2 separate regions of the Capra hircus genome follow, and region 1 is linked to region 2. A link is a contact called in public Hi-C data. All regions are on one chromosome and are shown on one strand. Each heading gives the region's core, a stretch centred on a gene start, on an enhancer-like site or on the middle of the called end of the contact. The rest is flanking DNA. Distances are from core to core; before and after follow the strand shown. Region 1 has its middle 10 kb from the start of IL9. Region 2 has its middle 85 kb from the start of SMAD5.

Region 1 (5,252 bases), core at 1,048-3,547, 320 kb after region 2:
TGAACCAAGAACTTCCAGATGTTCAAGTTGGATTTAGAAAAGCAGAGGAACCAGAGATCAAATTTCCAACATCCGCTGGATCACAGAAAAAAGCAAGAGAGTTCCAGAAAAACATCTACTTTTGTTTTATTGACTATGTCAAAGCCTTTGACTGTGTGGATCACAACAAACTGTGGAAAATTCTTAGAGATGGGAATACCAGACCAGCTTACCTCCCTCCTGAGAAATCTGTACACAGGTCAAGAAGCAACAGTTAGAACTGGACATGGAACAATGGACTGGTTCAAAATTGGGAAAGGGAGTACTTCAAGGCTGTATGTTGTCATCCTGCTTATTTAATTTATATGCAGAGTGAAATGCCAGGCTGGATGAATCACAAGCTGGAATCAAGATTGCTAGGAGAGATATCAATAACTTTAGATATGCAGATGATACCACCCTTATGGCAGAAAGCAAAGAGAAACTCAAGAGCCTCATGATAAGGGTGAAAGAGGAGAGCGAAAAAGCTGGCTTAAAACTCAGTATTCAAAGAACTGAGATCATGGCATTTGATCCCATGACTTCATGGCAAATAGATGGGGGGGAAATGGAAACAGTGATGGACTTTGTTTTCTTATGCTCCAAAATCATTGTGGATGATGACTGAAGCCATGAAATTAAAAGATGCTTGCTTCTTTGAAGAAAATCTATGACAAACCTAGACAGCATATTAAAAAGCAAAGACATTACTTTGCTCTAAAAGGTCCATAGAGTCAAAGCTATGGTTTTTCCAGTAGTCGTGTATGGATGTAAGAGTTGGACCATAAAGAAAGCTGAGAATTGATGCTTTTGAATTGCGGTGTTGGAGGAGACTCTTGAGCGTCACTTGGACTGCAAGGAGATCCAACCAGTCCATCCTAAAGAAATCAGTCCTGAATATTCATTGGAAGGACTGATGCTGAAGCTGAAGCTTCAGTTCTTTGGCCACCTGATGTGAAGAACTGATTTATTGGAAAAGACCTTGATGCTGGGAGAGATTGAAGGCAGGAGGAGAAGGGAACAACAGATGATGAGATGGTTGGATGATATCATTAACTTGAGGGACGTGTGTTTGAGCAAGCTCCGGGACTTAGTGATGGACAGGGAAGTCTAGCATGCTGCAGTCCATGGACTTGCAACGAGTCTGACATGACTGAGCAACTGAACTGAACTGAACTGAACTGTATGGACTGGACTCCTCGTGGCTCAGATGAAAGAGAAGCCCAAGGAATATGGGAGACCTGGATTTGATCCCTGGGTTGATAAGATCCTCTGGAGAAGGGAATGGCAATCCACTCCAGTATTCTTGCCTTAGAGAATCCCCATGGACAGAGGCACCTGGAGGGTGACAGCCGAGTCGGACACGATGGAGCGACTAACACTTTCTTCCTTCTTTCTGTATGTACTAAGCATGCATTATCTCATTTGTGTTACTCGCTCCTTCACATCTGACTCTGTGGGACCTCATGGACTGTATAGATCGCCAGGTTTCTCTATCCATTAGGATTCTCTAGGCAAGAATAACGGAGTGGGTTGCCATTCCCTTCTCCAGGGGATGTTCCCAACCCAGGGATCGAATCTGGGTCTCCCACACTGCAGGCAGATTCTTTTCATCTGAGCATTTAACCTCCTAGTAAACAGCAGGAGACAGGTATTATTTCTGTTTTACAGATAAGGAAATCAAGGCTCAAAAAGGTTAAATGACCTTCCCAAGGTCCCTGGGTTCTGAGACTCAGCGTAGTGATCCAGCCCCAGTTGTCTCTGATTCCAAACGCTTTGCTCTCTGCATTCTGCTCATCTCTTACACTGTGTAGATCAAGTGTCTATGTTGTGCTTCCTCTGATGACAGCCCAACAGAAAACAGATTCGTGATAATATGGGTCCACATTCTATTATCCCAAAACCCGGGGGCCAGAGGGTTTTCAGAATTCAAACTGTTTAGCCTTTTAGAAAGAGAATATGCTGTTCACACGCCATATATTACACAACATCCAAAGAGAGCCTGGGGTAGGATGCTGTAATTAAACACATTAATATTCTGCAAAGCACACAGAGCCATCACCAAGGCAGTCGGGCTTGGCAGCCAAATGAGTCTCAACGAATCTTGGACTGTTTGGATTTCAGAAATGTGATAAGGGATTTGTGGGTGTTTCTTCAGCTCTGAGCCCACTTACAGAAACTGGGGGACACTCTCTCAGCTCCTCTCTGGGCTTTGCTGGGGCACCTCCAGGAGGGTCAGAGACCTCGGTAGCTCCCCGGACGGCCCACCACGAGGCATCCAGGTCACGGCAGCAGGGCCTCCCCCTCTGCTCGCCTCTCCATCCATCTGGGTTTTCTGAATGACTGGTCCCAAACACAGAGCTGTGTCGTGTTACACAATGAGGTTTACAGCCTGCAGCTTCGCAAGTGCCTCCTCAGCAACACTCACCTCACATGGGGATCACAGCAAGGACACATGCTGGCAGCTGGGGATGATTTCAAAACACAACCTAAGGACACGACCAGATGCCAGAGAAGATGGCAGAGAGATAAGCTGCAGCCCACTGTCACAGCTTAGTCACCAGCAGAGCTTTGTGGTTTCCCTCGGCTTTTCTGCAAAAGTGGTATTACCCACAGCTTGCACCCCTGCAGACAGCTCAGAGCAGGGTTCTCAGGGCTGTCTGCAGTGAGGTGCCCTGTTATAACTCTCCTTCCTGTGCCAGGGCAGTTGAGATTGATCTACAAGTCACCTTGCAGACAGGAGAAGAAGGACTAGTATTTACTGTTTACTATATTATCAGGCACTTGGTGAAGGATGTTTTGTTCACTCTCTAGTTGAAACTTCATGAAGCCCATGAGGTCGGTGTGAAAAGTGAAAGTGAAAGTCGCTCAGTCATGCCTGACTCTTTGTGACCCCATGGACTATATAGCCCATGGAATTCTCTAGGCCAGAACACTGGAGTAGGCAGCCTTTCCCTTCTCCACGGTAGGTGTAGGTAGGTTATTATGATCAGCTCACAAAAGAGGAAACCGAGGCCCAGAATGGTAATATAGCTTGCCTGGGCACACTGCTCACAAGTGGAGAAGCCAAGATTCCAACTCAGGTAACTGACTCTACAGCTACATTCTTAAATCTGACCCACAGGAGGGTGGGCCAGCTGCTTTGTTCATGTTGCCCGGTCCCTGGCGGGGTTGATTTTCAGGAGATTCCAGACCAGGGCACGCTGCAGAGGGCCAAAGCCAAGCTCAGACACTGCTGGCCTGAGAGTTACCAGCCTACATGCACCTGTCGGTCTGTCCCTCTCTGCCCATCCATCCGATGTGAGGCAGGAAGATACTGTACAGTCTCAGCCCTGCAATTCCTTTCCTACCTTGCTCCCCTCCTTATTCATCCCAGACCAACACCTTTCATCCTCTGGGAAGGGAGTGCTCGGCAGAACTGCAAAGACCATTCACCTATTGACAGTGTACTAACTCAGTGGTTTTGAGTATATTGACAGGGCTGGGCAGCCATCAGCACAGTCTAATTTCAGAACATTTTCATCACCCACAAAAGAAACACATTAGCAGCCGTTTCCTCTTCTCCCTTCCCCCAACCTAACCAACTAATAATCTTTCTGTCTCTATAAATTTGCCCCTTCTGAATTCCCCCATAAATGAAATATGACATGTGTTTTTCTGGGACTGGCTTCTTTGACTTATAATGATGCTTTCAAGGTTCATTATGTTGTAGTATGCATCAGTAGCTCATTTCTTTTTATCCCTTTATTATTATTTTTTTAATTTGGCCATGCTACACAGCATGTGGGATCTTAGTGCCTTGACCAGGGATTGAACCCGCGCTCCCTGCAATGGAAGCCTGGAGTCTTAACCACTGGACCACCAGGGAAGTCCCGTTTCATTTCTTTTCATAGCCAAATAATATTCCATTGCATGGATAGACTCTGTTTTGTTTATCCAATCAGTTGATAGACATTGCATTGATTCTGTTCTTTGGCTGTTATGAATAATGCTGCTGTGAATATTCATAGGGCTGCCCAGGTGGCTCAGTGGTTAAAACTCTGCCTGCCAAAGCAGGGGCCACAGGAGACATGGGTTTGATCCTTAGGCTGGGAAGATTCCCCTGGAGGAGGAAATGGAACCTGCCCTGGTATTCTTGTCTGGGAAATCCCATGGACAGAACAGCCTGGTGGGCAACAGTCCGTGGAGTCACAAAGAGTTGGACGTGACTGAACCGTTGAGCACGCATGCATGCAAACATTCACATAAAGGTTTTTTGTGTGGATACGTCTTCATTTCTCTCAGGTATATACCTACAAGTGGAACTGCTGAGTCATAAGGTAATGCTGTGTTTAACTTTTGAGGAAATGTCAACCTGTTTACCAAGGTGGTTGCACCATTTTCCATTTCCACCCAGCAATGTATGAGGGTTCCAATTTCTCCACTTAATTGTCACCACTTGTAACTATCTTTCTGACGGCAGCCATCCTGGTGGACAGAAGCGGTACCTCGTGGTAGCTTTGATTTGCATTTCCCTGATAACTAGTGATACACCTTTCCATGTGCTCACTGGCCACCTGTAGAGAAATACCTATTCAAATCTTTTGTTTGTTTATTTTTAAGCTGAGTTGTCTTTTTATAGTTGAGTTGTAAGAGTTCTTTGTATCTTCTGGATAAAAGTACCTTATCTGACACAGGTTTTTGCAAATATTTTCTCCCATTTTGTGAGTTGTCTCTTTTCTTCAAGGTACTGACAGTACAAAAGTTTGAAAGTTATCATCCAATGTGTCTGTTTTGTTACCTGTACTTTCATTGTTCTAAGAACTCTTTGCCTAACCCAAGGTCACAAAGATATAGTTCTGTGTCGTCTTCTACTAGCTTCACAGTTTTACCTCTTACATCTAGGTCTATGATCTGTCTTGGGTTCATGTTTGTGTATGGTATGAGATAAAGTTCCAGCTTCTGGTATGTGGATGGATACCCAGGTGTCCCAACACCATTTGTTGAAAAGACTATTCTTTCTCCATTGACTTGTCTTGACACCCACATCAAAAACCAATTGGCCATGAATGTAAGGGTTTATTTCTGGACTCTCAGTTTTATCCTGTTGCTTTACAAGTCTATCCTGTGCCAGCATCACACTGCATGGATCACTATAGCCTCAAAGTAGGGAAGTGTGAGTCCTCCAACTTTACTCTTCTTTATCAAAATCGTTTTGGTGGCTCTGGGTCCTTGGTGTTTCCATATGAATTTTA
Region 2 (4,897 bases), core at 1,904-4,403:
GAAGTGGTATTTGAAGAGTCAGGACTCTTTCCCATCCAGAAGGGATCTGAGAGGGACGGAGGGGAGGGTCTGAGAGCTGAGAGGCTGAGGCAGCTTGGCCCTGCCTGCGGAGGACAAGTGGGCCATAGAGATGGACCACAGCTGGAAGACCATGTCTTTGTCCAGCTGCCCCCCCTGGGCATCCAGGGAGGCAGGAGGAAGAGGGGCAAGGACAGGGCTCCCCCAAGCAAGCAAGACAGGGAGGAGGGCACTCTCACTACAATATGATTAAAAAGTGAGACGCCTCAGAGCATCTGCCCATCAGCTGTGCCCACTAAGAGGCGAGGCCGTGGTCCCCTGGCACTGAGCCTACACATCCCCAGGCCAATGGCCTGCCTCACCCCGCAGTGCACTGGAGAAGCAGAAGGCCAAAGAAGCCCTCGTATATCCAAAGGAGAGCATGCCAGGATCCATTCAGGTGTCTGAGTGCAGATGCAGCCTCAGCCTCACAGTAGACGGCGCTTCTAACTGAGCCACTTCCACGTAACCACCTCCCCTGTGGGGTTGTCCCTGTGTGCTGTGGGTAAGGCCAAGGAAGGGGCCAGGCAGACGCGGGGCAGGGGAGGGCATGGCTGTGCCATCTTCATACTGGCCAGGACCCCCTCTCTGGCTGGAAGCAGATCTCACCCTAACCTCAACCCAACCAACCAGAGGACCCCGTGCCCCTGAAGCCAACACAGCCCCGAGCAAGGCAATCACACGTCTGCCCTGAGATGGCTATCCGTGTGCAGCCCTGAGCAGGGCAATCACATGCCTGCCTCGACCCTGATATCCGTGTGCACACTGGAAAGGAGAGCTCCTTTTTTCCAATCAGGTTGCTGAACAGGAGAACGTGAATCTGGGGCTCCAGTAGACGCTTCTCCCCTCACACAGAGACAGGCTGTCTGCCAGTGAGGTCAAAGATGAGAAATTAAGGAGAGGGAAGAAGTCAATGTCAGAGGGAGGTGGGGGAGAAGAGAAAGGAAGAGGGGAGGGAAGAGAGGAACGGTGGAGAGGGGAGCTGTGCCACATTCTCGCCCTGGGCCCTCTTCCTGTAGCTTTTCCTACACCTGGGGACCTGTTCCGGGAGCGTTCTCAGCTTTGTGCATGGGTAGTTAGTCACTCAATCGTGTCCAACTCTCTGCGACCTTATGGACTGTAACCCTCCAGGCTCCTCTGTCCTTGAGATTCTCTGTGGAAAAATACTGGAGTGGGTTGCCATTTCCTACTCCAGGGGATCTTCCCAACCCAAGGATCCAATCTGGGTCTCTCGCATTGCAGGTGGATACTTTATCACCTGAGCCCTTTGGTGCCATATAAAGTCCCATTTTTGTTGAGGGCAGTTTGCATTGGGTATCTGGATGTCATTTACATCCTGAGAATCCTGATGAGCACAGAAAGAACTCTAGGATGTAGTTGCCCCACCCTCCCCCCGGGGCTGTTCTGCAGTTCCAGTTAGAGGAGCAAGGGCCAGAAACTAGCAGGATTGTTCTTCTTGAGACTCTGTGAGCCTCCGGACCGTGGGTGAGGCATCAAGCCGGCTAAACTCTTCAATAGTGAAACCCCAGGACACTGAATCTACTGGCTGCTCTGGTGGCCAGGAGATGGGTGCGACTCAGGACTGAGAGAGGACCCTTTGCTCTGCTCTGCCCAGGCTTCACTCTGGAAGGATCCAGAATTGACACCCTGGGCACTTCTGCGGTGGCCAGTGGCCCCAGCAAGGCGCCTCTCACCAGCTTTGCCAGCAGTGCTCAGCGGGGAGGCCAGGTGGGGAGGGCGAAGCAGGAAGGGAGACAGGGGAGAAGCATGGTGGCTACAGTAGTCGCCCTTATCGGGGAGGCAGTTACCACGCAGACCCACAGACACCCAGCAAACAGCTTGAGGATGACCAATCTGTAGCTGTTGAGGTTCCTGCTGTAAATAGGAAGTGTAGCTTTATTTGTAGGTGCAGGTTGTTGAAGTTGACACTCAAGTGACATAGACATCAATACAACTGAGCATTGGATGTGGGGTGCTGGCCCTGCTTTTGGTGAGCTTAGATCCTTGAGAGCAGCAGGAAGCCCAGTATCCACACCAGCGAGAGCTTTCGGACCGGCGGTGCCGGGGGAGCAGTGGTCACCCCAGACCCCAGCTGGGTCAGCCTCCTTGTCAGAGGAAGTAACTCCTGATCATTTCAGTGAGCGAACAGAACAGAGCCGCGGGGTTTCATTCTCAGCTCCAATCAATCACAAGACAGACACTCCAGCAAAGTAGAGCCTCTGGTGGCTCCCCCGCCTGCCAAACTAAATTAGAAGCCCCCAAGGCCTGTGCAGCCCGGCTGAAGGTGAATGTTCTGAAAAAAAAAGAAAAACACCTCGCTGCTTCTTCAGGCGCGTCTTCACGTGAAGGCGCTCACAGCATCATCACTGTCTGGCACCAGCACCGTGAACAGAATATGTGTTCAGGGCCTCAGCAAAGGCCCTGGGTCTGGGGGCCAGTGTCTTGTGACGACCCCCTCCACTTCCGAGCCTCCGGGTCCCAGGCACCAGCTCAGAGGTGAACGACTCCCGCTGCGCTGAGGCTGCCAGGGGAAGGCTGGTACGGATCAGTATTCTAGTCACTCTGGACACATCCTCAGTTTTTCTCCCAAAGGGTAGAAATGCCATTTTGCTGATTCTTAAAGCCCTTCCAGTCTGTCATCTCCCTGCATACACATGACATGAAAGAGTCAGCCTGAGGTGAAACAGAAGGGATCTCTTCCAGAAAACAGAGCTGCTGGTTTAAGACAAAAGCACAGAAACGTGAGGAAACCAAGGGAGCGCTCGGTCCCTACACAGCCCCGGGACGCGTCTACCCACAGGGTTCTGGCCAGATGCCTCCAACTCTGAAGCGACCCAAGGTATGCTAAGACCTCGGCTGGCCATCCTGGTGCCCCACTCAGTCAGAGACATGATGAGAGGAACTTGGAGGGGAGAGTGGTACTGGGCCCAAGCCCAGCACTCTGGCCGGAGGAGGCAGAGGCAGAGCCCCGCACGTACTGCCACATGGGGCCCCTGGCGATGGAGACCTGAGGAACCCAAGCAGATGCGGAGAGCAACCGCGCCTGCGGCTCCATCTGTGGCGCCTGGGAACCGGCGCTGGGCTCCCACAGGCCTCCCTGGAGGCCACATCCAGGAGGAGGCTAGAGCCAACACGTGAGAGGCCGCGTGTGCGGAGCTGCGCTACTGCAGAGGGGGGCGTTCAGAGACACCGCTTACCTGCCAGGCCTCTGCGGCTCCTCCCTGCAGGCTGTGGTCGCCCAGGGACAGAAGATGCCGTTGACCCAGAGCACAGGAGCGGGAGTCCGTAACCTCCCCCAAGTCACACCCCAGGCCTCCAAGCCCAGCAGCACTGATGCCCTGGAAAAAGGTCAGGTGAACACAGGCCTGGCTGCTGCCCTGCTCTACCACGTATTGGGGCGACTTCCCAAGAAAGAAAGTGATGTTGTGGAGAATGAGCGATCAGGGGCCCCAGGACACACGCCTCTAGGGACTCCTGCCTTTGCTTGCCCCCTCCTGTGTGGACGCCAGGCTTGGTCCTGTGACTCAGGGCAGCCAGTCCCACACCAGCAGTGGCTCCATAAGCACGCGCTCATGGGTTTGCCCTCGCAGAGATGCTCAGCTGCACAATTGTGTGGAAACGCCATGTGGAGAGAAGCCTAGAGAACAAGAGGCCTCTGGGCCTCTCCATTAGGGTCAAGCTCCCAGCTGCAAGCAGCTTCACAAGAAGGGAGGGGGTCAGCCCCGGGGAGCAGAACTGCCCAGCTGAAGCCTGTCAACCACAGAATCATGGGAAACAATAAAGTGTTGCTTTATGACTTTGAGCTTTCAGATGGCGTCTCACCCAAGCAACAGAGGACTGAAGCCCGGACCCCCCACCAGAGGAGAGGAATCTTACCCATCCATCTCAAGAGAATGACGTACTCCTGGGGCCTCAGTCAACTGCCCAAGAATGAAGTCAGCAGGTGTTAATGAAGCCACAGTGAGGATTCCCAACTACCCGGATCAGTTTTGCCCCTCCTGGGAAGAAATCCTGTTTCTATCCACCAATAGAAACCAAGAAAACAGCTTTGGCCATCTTGTGGAAGGAGGCAGGCTTTGCTGAACAAGCTGAATGCAGCCACTCAACAAAGCCAAGCCCTCAGCTGGGAGCAGTTAAGTAGATTTGTGAGATTTTTAATAAGTGTGGTGGACTGTGCAGAGGAAATGTCACAAGGCAGTCAGTGACTCATTGCCTAGTGGGCATAGATAACTCTGCCTTTGATTCCCAGTCTTATAGCTCTCAGAGCACTTTCACGTCCCTTCTCTCGCTTAATTAAAACAACAATCCAGCCAGGTGGGCAGGGCAGGATTTGTTATCCTGTTTGCATAGAAAGAGCTTATGTAATGCAAGGGCCCTCTTGAGTGGAAGTTTAACCGCAGGGAGCCCCTGAGCCCAGTGCATGGGACTGGGTACAGAGTGAGTGCCCATAAACACAGGTGAATGAGAGGGGCACCCTTCCCGCTGGACAACACGTGCAGGAGCCCTGTCCTTGGAGGCAGCCTGGGGGGGGAGGGACACACCCTGCAGGGCATTTCTCAGTGTGGTTCTAGGATGCCTGCCTCAGAATTCCCCAGGGCACTCGCTGATAGTGCAGACAGGCGGACAGGGAGTGGAGCCTGGGAATCTGTATTTTAAGATGCTCCTGGGTGACTCTGATGGTCGAGTGTGAAGGACACTGTCACAGAAGTCCCCTTGCCGACAACATGGGTATCAGCATGGGTATCAAGCTACCTGACTGATGGGCAGTAGGAATGCGCCCGGGACACACGATCCAGTGCTCTTGCTAGCTCTCTGATCCGCACCAAGGAAGCGGGACTGA

What was found. A called contact is a pair of places that touch in the nucleus more often than the background predicts.
Region 1: a Hi-C map of blood shows a contact between it and region 2, with 3 times the contacts expected there. The contact joins two enhancer-like sites. A contact is called at or near these places in 3 of 5 Hi-C or Micro-C datasets (all in blood).

The regions. Positions count from the first base shown.
Region 1 is chr7:63,201,799-63,207,050 of ARS1.2, forward strand. No RefSeq gene overlaps it. Among named protein-coding and RNA genes, the nearest start is that of IL9, 10 kb to the left of the region's middle. Within about 2 kb of position 2,298, at least 1 of the 5 cell types and tissues checked has an H3K27ac peak or open chromatin away from gene starts, as enhancers often do.
Region 2 is chr7:62,878,893-62,883,789 of ARS1.2, forward strand. No RefSeq gene overlaps it. Among named protein-coding and RNA genes, the nearest start is that of SMAD5, 85 kb to the right of the region's middle. Within about 2 kb of position 3,154, at least 1 of the 5 cell types and tissues checked has an H3K27ac peak or open chromatin away from gene starts, as enhancers often do.